Regions from separate parts of the Mus musculus genome. Here regions 1 and 3 are each linked to region 2. The links are chromatin contacts, called in public promoter capture Hi-C maps. All regions are on one chromosome and are shown on one strand. Each heading gives the region's core, a stretch centred on a gene start, on an enhancer-like site or on the middle of the called end of the contact. The rest is flanking DNA. Distances are from core to core; before and after follow the strand shown.

Evidence for each region. Promoter capture Hi-C pulls out the DNA fragments that hold promoters and counts their contacts.
Region 1: a promoter capture Hi-C map of pre-B cells shows a contact between it and region 2, with 3 times the contacts expected there. The contact joins the promoter of Map2k3 here to the promoter of Zfp39 in region 2. A contact is called at or near these places in 2 of 39 promoter capture datasets (liver and pre-B cells).
Region 3: a contact with region 2 is called in a promoter capture Hi-C map of pre-B cells, with 5 times the contacts expected there. The contact joins the promoter of B9d1 here to the promoter of Zfp39 in region 2. A contact is called at or near these places in 2 of 39 promoter capture datasets (liver and pre-B cells).

The regions. Positions count from the first base shown.
Region 1 is chr11:60,930,554-60,933,600 of GRCm38.p6, forward strand. Map2k3 (mitogen-activated protein kinase kinase 3) reads left to right here and starts at 1,501. Exons shown (of 12, transcript NM_008928.5): 1 at 1,501-1,718. The coding sequence starts at 1,670. Map2k3os (mitogen-activated protein kinase kinase 3, opposite strand) reads right to left here and starts at 1,314. Exons shown (of 2, transcript NR_027800.1): 1 at 1,013-1,314.
Region 2 is chr11:58,902,789-58,905,640 of GRCm38.p6, forward strand. Zfp39 (zinc finger protein 39) reads right to left here and starts at 1,437. Exons shown (of 5, transcript NM_011758.2): 1 at 1,327-1,437; 2 at 1-119. The coding sequence starts at 1,329. It overlaps Gm12257 (a long non-coding RNA gene), which reads left to right and starts at 1,558. Exons shown (of 4, transcript XR_879896.2): 1 at 1,558-1,727; 2 at 2,501-2,707.
Region 3 is chr11:61,503,212-61,506,417 of GRCm38.p6, forward strand. B9d1 (B9 protein domain 1) reads left to right here and starts at 1,933. Exons shown (of 7, transcript NM_013717.3): 1 at 1,933-2,060; 2 at 3,133-3,201. The coding sequence starts at 1,998. B9d1os (a long non-coding RNA gene) reads right to left here and starts at 1,875. Exons shown (of 1, transcript XR_141098.4): 1 at 1,174-1,875.

The sequences.
Region 1 (3,047 bases), core at 251-2,750, 2.0 Mb after region 2:
ACTTAGGGACAGGAGGGTAACAGATGCTGTTGGCAGAGGTGGCCAGAGAGAAAAAGTCTTCCATCATGCCCCTCATTCCAGCAGCTGACTGGCTTGCTGGTGCAGCCTAGCCTGGCTTCCTGAGCAGGTCTCCACTCCCTGCCCTGGCCTTTCTGTTTCTTCCAAGGATGGTCTCTTACCTCTCTTTCTGATGACTAGTCCAGGAAGGTCACCTTCTTTGACCCCACCCAGGTGAGGCAGGGCCTCTTAGGACTCTTGTATCTATTTATAGCACCCCACATGGAGTCTGTGATCCCTGGGCTGTTTGTCAAGTTCTCTGACTAACCCATTAAACTCCTCCTGTTTGAGGGCCTTGTCTGAGTCACCCTGGTGCCCAAGAGCCTGGCACGGGACTAGTCACTTTACCCATGTCTGTGGCATGCTTTTCCTACTTCCTCTGTTCATTCCTTAAATATTTCTTAGGCACCTACTATGTGCATGGCTCTGGGCTAAGCCTTGGGATTCAGCAGAGGATGAGACATTCAGGATTCCTAATGGGGAGGGGCACGTGGCACGGGAGGAGGGCTGCGGTAGAAATCAAATATGCAAGCCAGGCATTCGGGGCCTGAGTGTTGGCCAGAGAGCTAAGACTTACTCCAGCTCCGACTGACTCCTTGACCTTGTGCTTCTTGCCCTCACTAGACCTGACTTTCCAATCGACCCCAGAGATTCCTGGTTAGTGTGAGGACAGAGGCTCAGCGACCGACGGCCGAGATGGAACCCCAGTCAAGGCTGGCAAAAGGTATTTCAGTGTTTGGAATGACACTTTGTTTAATCGGAGACTACTCCCCAGCCCGGAGAGTGGAGCTGCTATAATGTTACAACCAGTTACTTTGTCACTAGGCAAAGGTTAGCCACTGAATTCCCCGCTCCCTAGGTGCTGGCGTGCCAGGTGCTTGTAGAGGCTGGACTTAAACGCGTGCTCGTTCAGCAAGGCGCAGTAAACTCTTTCCCACAGTCGGTGAACACTCACCTGGCACGCGCCCGCCGTGGGATCGCTCTTTTCCTGCTGCCCTAGGAGGCAAGCCGGTGGTCGCCGCTCTCTTCAGGGGAGCACATGGACGCTCATCCTCGGTATGGCTCAGCCATTTAGGAGTCTAGTCTCACTCAGGGAACACTTTTAACCCCACGGAGCACATCGGCCCTGCCCTGCCCCCCTAGAGATCTTGGGATTTTCCAGATTGCGACCCGCACACGCTGTGCCATAGGGGGGCACAGGCTGGGGCACCCAGGACCACGCCAGCACAATCCCCCGAGTGGGTAGGGCAGTCATCTAGACGGCAAGAGGGCGGAGCCGAGCTGTACTAAGGGGAAAGCTGGGTTGGATTCCGGCTCTTGGAGGGTGGGGTTTGTGCGTGACAGTCCGGGCGGCGTCTGATAGGCTGGGGCCTTTTCAGGCGGGCCAATCAGTACGATGGGCGGGGCCTGCGTGGCGCCGTCGGCAGGCGTCCGGCGCTGCCCAGTGTGGCTTTGGCGCCGCCCGCCTCGGACGCTTGGAACCGTCGCGTCTGTGTCGCCTGTCGCCCATCGCCTGCCGCCGCTGCCAGCCACCAGCAGCCATGAGCGCGCCCGGCCCCGGTGTAGTCTGCTGTCCTCTAGATTAGTGCTCTCCGCCGCGACGGTCCGCAGCATGGAGTCGCCCGCCGCGAGCCCGCCGGCCAGCTTGCCTCAGACCAAAGGTAGGCTCTCCCGCCCTGTTGCGCGGCCCGTGCCACATTCAATTTGAGTCCGCCCGTGATCCTGGGCTCCCTTCCGGGCTGGGCACAGACGTCTGCACTCCAACCCAGGACTGGGTCCAGCCCAAGCCCGGGACCTCACGGGACCTTATTGGAATCCGGATCTTAGGCCGTGGGACTTCACCCAGGCAGGACCTAGTTCTCGCTCCACTCCCAAGTCTGTAGCCTCACCGTGAGCTCCTCATTTAGGCTTCCGGGCTTCATCCTGGACTCAGGGATTTCAGTGATCCCTGCTAGAGGGTCTTTGGGCTGCTCTAGCCCTCTCAGGCCAGGCTCTTGGATTTTGTCCAGGCTGGAATTTACTCTGGGCCCCAGGGCTGTGTTCCCAATGCCGGAAACCTGTCTACTCAGAGCTCCTCCACTCTTCCAACTCCTTCCATCCTTGTGAATCCTCCTTTGCCCCATGTCTTGCTGGCCTGCTCACTGGCTGCCTGCACTCCTCCCTAAGGCTGTCCCTGTAGAACTTCCTGGCGTCTCCACTTCGCAGCTCTGCCCATGCTACCTGCTACTCAGTTGCAGTCTTCTCACTGAGTTTCCCGAGCTGACCGATTCTTGCACCTAGTGTTTCTTAGTCTGCTCTTAGACGTGCTGTTTGGTCCTTGGGCTAGCAGCAGGCCAGGGGCTGGCTGTGCAAAGCTTGTCCTTCTCCAATTAACTGTCTTTCCTGGAAATTTCTGTGAGGTGGCAGTGGTGCTGCGTGGGCTGCAGCAGCAGCATTTGTCATGGGAAGTGAGGGGGACAAGATTTGGAGGTCAGAATGCTTTTTTTTTTTCTCCAGGAAGAGAGAAGGATGTTTTTTTTTGACATGTCAGAGACTCAGTAGGGTTGATCTGCAGAAAAGATTTCCAAGCTGGACCTGGAGATATGAATGGGTTGACCCTCTGAATTCTGAACTGCTTCACCTGGCTAGTCTCTGGGCATGTCTAGGACTTATTAATGAAATGGATATTAGGGGCGTGATGTGAGATTGAATGTAGAGTGGTTTGAAGCAAGCACGTCTGAGATGATCGAGAACCCAGCATAGCGCCCAGCACATAGTAGGTACCCAGGGGCAAATAGTTGTTGCACTTCCTTGACTATCTCCAGCTTTCCTGCTGCAACGCTGGGCCCAGTTTTGGATTGCAGCTGCAGAGCACAGAGGACAGGGATGGCGGGCACCTAAGAGGGTACTTGTGCAGTGGTGGCCTTCTCTCCTTCTGACCTAGGAAACCTCAACCTCAGGAGTCCTGGTCCTGGTCAGGTTGTCCTGAGCAGGCGGGGGCCTTTTGGGTC
Region 2 (2,852 bases), core at 187-2,686:
CTCCAGTAACTGTAGGTGACTGGCCTCTTCTTGTAGCTTCTCTTACGCTTTCTAGTTTCAAGACATCGACTGGGGAGTTGACTCAAGGAGTTCTCCACACTGTCAGGCTGCAAGTTCCTCTATAAAGCAATGTTGGAGATGCCATGTGAGTGACTTAGAGCCACCTCTGTGCCGGACACACTGCAACCACACATGAACTAAAGCAAAATTCAAAGGAACAACACCCCACTCTCGTCTCCAGCAAAGGAGTCACTGTCATCTTGTGCTCTTGGCAAATGCAGTGCCCCCAGTACACAATTCAAACTTTCTGCTGTCATAAAAGTAAATGCTGGAAAATGCTTCAAAACAATTGTTAGACAATATCACAACACACCAAGTACTGACACAAGCTTTGCTATACCATTTACAGTATTTATAAAAACTTAAGTTTCTTCCTTCCACATGACATAGTATTAGAAAGACACTTCCAAGAGTATCAACTTGAAACTTATAGATTCCGTGGTATATAATGTAAATTATAGCTACAGACCAGTCAAAGAGGCAGGAATTCTGACTTGTTCTACTAACTGTTTTGAGTTCTATTTGAGATTTTACGATGTTAGGGGAAATGGGGATTTTAAATGGAGTTTGAAATTTTTCTGTGCCCCATTGTAAAGAAGGGCACAGATTCTTTTGATACCCACAGCCACACTTAGGACTAACTTCCTACAACTCTGCCCCACCAGTAATGCAGGGGTTAATCTACTCATGAGGCCAGAGTCATTGGAATGTCACCTTTGGAACGGCCCTCACACAGCCAAGAGTGTGTTTTTAATGTAGGCAGCAGTCAATCCCATCGAGCTGACAGTTGGTTACCAAGTACATACACTTCACAAATAGGTGTCTCCAGAGCCATAGGGAGCAGATACATCATTACGGCAAAGGACGTGAATCCAGTGTGGAAGAGAGAGACGCTGCACGTGCTCTCTCACTACACTCTCCACACAAGCCAGTACAGTAAGAGCCTTGCTGATAATGCGGAGGCCAGGAGATGCCCCAGCCCAGGCTCACGCCACACCTCAGGCTGCTCCAGCATCCAGGGCTGTCACTGCTTGACAGTGAGACACCGGACACAGCAGCTGTGGCACCGGAGTCTGGACCAAGAGAAGAGTGCGGCTGAGGACAAGTGTCCCTGCAGAGTCAGGGAGTGTGGCGGCTCAGCCACGTCAAGACCTAGGGAGACAGCCTGTGGGCTCAGCCCTGCATAGGCCTCGCAGAGCCGAACCGCCTGCACAGGGCAAAGCGGAGGAAACCGGAACCCTGCCGGTTCCTGCGGGCAGCACTCACCATGGCGCCCCCGTCCGCCTCCGGCAGCTGACTGGCCTGAGGCACCCGGACACCCCAGCTCAACTGACCGATCAAATGTAAAGATGGCGCGAGACAAAGCCCCCGCGAACTAGCGAACCCGCCAAGGCCCGCCCCTGTGCCCGGGCTGCGCTCCTGATTGGACCGCCCCTCAGTCCCCGCCCCATCATCGTGCCTTGATTGGCCACAGATAGCACCAATCGATGACTTGAGAAAGGCAGACTACCCCAAAAAGTGGCTGCTGCGAAATATTTTCAGTTTTGTTTTGTATTTTGTTTTTCAAGACAAACCCACGCTGGCCTCGAACTCATGGCAGTCCCTCTGCCTGGGCTCCAAAGCGCTGAGATTACATGAGTTGACCGCTATGCTCCCCTTGTCCGAAGGTAAAGCTCACTCCAGGTGGATGACGAGATTAGCATTTAGTTCATTATGTGAATTATGTCATGTGAATTATGAACTGTACATAGGAATATATTATTCACAAATGTAAAGAAAACGATGACAATTATTTTTAAATTTCAAATAACGTTTTCTTGTGTATGTATGTGTGTGTGTGTGTGTGTGTGTGTGTGTGTGTGTTTTGTCTTTGATCTTTGGCCCCAGAACTTTTGAATAGAGAAGCTGACAGAAATCAAATAGAAACTATCTGTTAACGAGAATGTCAAGTACAAATAAAATGTGACACACATTGTCATTTAAATTTTCCTGGAATTCACATTGAAAAATTAATCTGACTGTATTAATAGGAAATATAAGCCCCTCAAAGAGCACCCAGTGGCCAGGCCCTGCCCCTGAGGCCCTCCAACCACTAGGCTCCACCTACAAAACGTTCTATAGGCCAAAACTGCAGGTTAAGCTCCGCCCCATAAGAAAAAAAAAAAAAACCCTTAAGCTCAGAACTTCAAATCTCACCAACCCCTGAGCTTGCCCCAAGATCCGGACTTCAAATCCCACCAATCCTCATCCTGGAAAGCTCTGTGCCCGCCCCCTTCCCCAAGAAACCCCTTAAAAAGTCCACCTCCAGCTCCGTTGCTCCTTGCTACTTCTTTCCAGAGCAGAGGCAGCTACCTACTTGTGTTTTGTCCGAATAAATCTCTTGTTGTGAGGTTTGTTGTGTGGTGTGACTTTGTGCTGTTCTTTGGCTCCCATCTGCCAGGACACTTTTCCCCTCGGAACTGTAACATTTATGGTGTCCTGACCTGAAGAGGCTCCTCCTCCTGTCTGTGCACCCCCTTGGGGTCTGAGCCATATTGGGACCCATCCTTCACCTCCAGTCCATCTGCAGCAGACTGGCGTTCTGACTCACGGATAGCTCAGCGCCTCCCCTCTCAGCCCCCCAGGCCCCATCCACCAGCGGCATTAGGTAAATTTCCCATTCGGTCAGTTCAAACACTTCCCTGAGTCTGCGGAAGTGGCTATTGAGTTATTTGGCGCCCCTCTGGTACTCTTGGAGGCAGAGGTACCCCCCCACACCCCCAGCCACGGTCTTTGAGGCTACGGCTGGCTCT
Region 3 (3,206 bases), core at 683-3,182, 2.6 Mb after region 2:
GTGAGCCACCATGTGGTTGCTGGGATTTGAACTTCAGACCTTCGGAAGAGCAGTCAGGTGCTCTTACCCACTGAGCCATCTCACCAGCCCCCAGGAGGCATTTTCTTAACTGAGACTCCTGTCTCTCTGATGACCCTAGCTTTTGTCAAATTGACATAAAACTCACCAGAACATCTACCAGGGTCCTCGAGCACTCTACAGCTGCTGGGTGAGAGCCTGGGGATGCTTTTCATTATCTTACCTCTGCAGTGATAAGGAGAATGAAACATTTTATAAAATGAGGGTTCCTTGATGAAGACTTATGGCTTCACTCATATGCCCAAACCAGGAGCATACGGTATCTCCTGCTATGGATGCCTTTAGTAACTAGATGGGAACATTCTCCTACAGGACAGAAAAGGCCTGAGAGAGTACAGGTACCAGTGACTGAAATCATCCCCAGGTTTGTTTTCTCATAGAACTCAGGATCACCAGCCTAGGGTAGCACCATCCACAGTGGGCCTGGCCCTTCTCCACCAATCACTAATTAAGAAAATGTTCAACAGGCTTACAAGCCCAATCACATGGAGGCTTTCTCAATCTTGGTTCCCTCCTCTCAGATAACTATGGCTTGTGCCAAATTGACAAAAAAACTAGCCAGCACAGACCTCTTCCTAAATGTCTCATCCTGTTGGTTTAGGACAGAAAAGCCTTATCTAATGAGTAATTTGGGGATTGAGAAGGCTTCCTTTCAGTAGCCTGTATCTTTCCAACGCTTTCAGTAAAGAACAGCAAGTGGCAGCCACCGGCTAGGAGAGAGGGGCCTAGAGCCTCTGCTTGTATGACTCTTGGCTCTAAGCTAAAAGAATTTCTTACATGCTTGCACCTCGGCCCACCTAGAACGCTGTGACCACATGCCTTTCCTCTTCCCCATAGGTGGCTTTGGGAATCCCGCCAACTGACTTCCAAGCTAACAGTTAGCGTGACCTGGTGTCATTACTGCAGGCTGAGCTCCCTAAAGTATACACATCTGCATCCGTTTGTTTCCAGGCTCCCTCATCATTAATGTGCTCTTTGATGTTTCCTTATAAGCTCTGAAAGTGAAGTCTGATTCTGCAGCTAAATTCCTGTAACGAATATGGCTAAATTACCTTCCAGGTCTGGATTTCAGTCACGCCCTCCAGAAAACTGAGATGTGTTCAATTTTATTTATTAAAGAAGTAGTTCCCAAATATTTTGCACTGGCCGGGCAATGAGGACCAGGCATTCAATGCCCCTAGAGTCGAGCTGGGGATCTAAAGGCAAGAAGCTCGCATTAAGCCACCTTGAATTGGACAGTGATAGAGTAAGTGCAGTTGAATCCAAGCACTAACAATGGTGTCTACCGAAAAGGATGCTGGTGGCTTGGGACCAAGCTCTGACATCCCTGAGCTACCAGTGATTTTCCAAAATTGGGTGACTGGTTCCGTGGGCTCCAGCTTCTCATGCAGGACGCGGGACTTGGACAAATGGAGTCTCCGGGTTTCGATGACAAGAGCCTCATAGGGCTGAAGGGCGCATTCTTCACCTGAGACAATGTGCTGGGTGATGCCCGCTGGACCACTCCCGCGCACCAAGCCTTCCAACGATGGCGTCTTTGCCGTCGCTGTGTGTGGCAACAGCGACACCACCTGGAGAGAGGTAACTCTAGCACGTGACTTTCCGCGGGCCTGAGTGCCGGTGCTGCTTCTTCTCAACATCCAGCTTTGCAGCCTGCGAGCTTCAAGCATGGCCAGACGAGTGAAGTCACACAGTGCGGGTCCGTGGACCCGCCCCTGGGGGTTAGGTTCCGCGCGACAGACACGGAGGACAGTGCCCAAAGCCATAAAGACTACTGCGCCTGCGCACTCTTACCTTTGAGCGAACTCGTCACCGCTTGAGAAATTTGTCCTAGACGACTTACCGTCTGTTTCCAAGACAACCGAGAGCCTCCTGGCAACAGCGCGCGGCCTGCGCCGGTCTCCCGGCCCATCAGTGCAATGGCTGCAGCAAGTCCCAGCGTCTTCCTGCTCATGATCACCGGGCAGGTAGAGAGCGCACAGGTAAGCAGTCGTGGACTCCGCCCGGGGACGGCCTGTTTCTCTCCCCGGGCTCTTCGCTCAGCTCCTAGAAAGCCAAGATGCTCTGAGCATCTCAAATAAATGGAAAGGAGAAGCAGCATTTGAGAACCTTGGCTCCAGGTAGATGAACCGGACAAGCTTGAGTGAAAACAGACCTCGAGGCGTTCAGCTGGTACCACTTGGATCCTGTTTACTTGGTTGAGTGGTGGCCTAGGACTAATGGGACTGAAGACTCAGCTGATCCATTTAACAGCTGGGAACTTACCGGAAGGCAGTGGCCAAGGTGGGATTTGACCCGGTCCGTCTAAGAGACAGAACTTTGCTACATTATTCTTCTGGGCTGCTTGTTGAAAATGCCCATTATTCCTACATATTCTGAGGTTTGGCTGACATGCTTTAGGTTCTGCCAAGTCTGAAGCTCAGTAGGTGTTCCTGCCTTCCCATTCATTGGTACTGCGTCCTCCCTGTTTTCCTCTATCCGATTAGAGGATGTCTGGGCTGCTTACTCTGGACACCTTCCTTGGCGTCTGCCCTGGGCCTTCCTTTCTCCGGGACCCTCAGTTTTAGCCATGTTCTTTGGCCCTGTAGCTTCTGGGTTTCACGTGAGCATCATTTCTGTAGAGCTAATTTGTGCCCAGCACTGGAGATGCGCTGAGGCATGAAACCTGTTCCTTCTTCAGTCTAACAGGGTTATCAGATAGACATTAGGTACCCACATGCAGAAATGCAGAGAAGTGAAGGGAGCCAAGCAATGATCCTTAAGCCAGCTAGAGACTGAAGGGGAACTCTGAAAGATGGGCAAGGGGCCTACCACATGTGGACTGAGAAAGACAAGACAGAAAGTAGACCCTGAGCAAAATAACCTACGGGTATTGGCAGTCTGGGACTAAGCCTGACTTCCTGATTTCCATTCCCTGCCCGCCCTGAAACCCATGTCCACCTCCTCAGTCCCAGATGCCTCGTGTTCCTAATTCCTGTCCACTGCATCTGCCTAGCTAATGTGTGGGCCCAGTTTGCCCTTTCTAGACAGAATCCTGTATACTTTTTCTCTCAGTTTCCAGAGTATGATGACCTCTACTGCAAGTACTGCTTTGTGTATGGCCAGGACTGGGCCCCAACAGCGGTAAG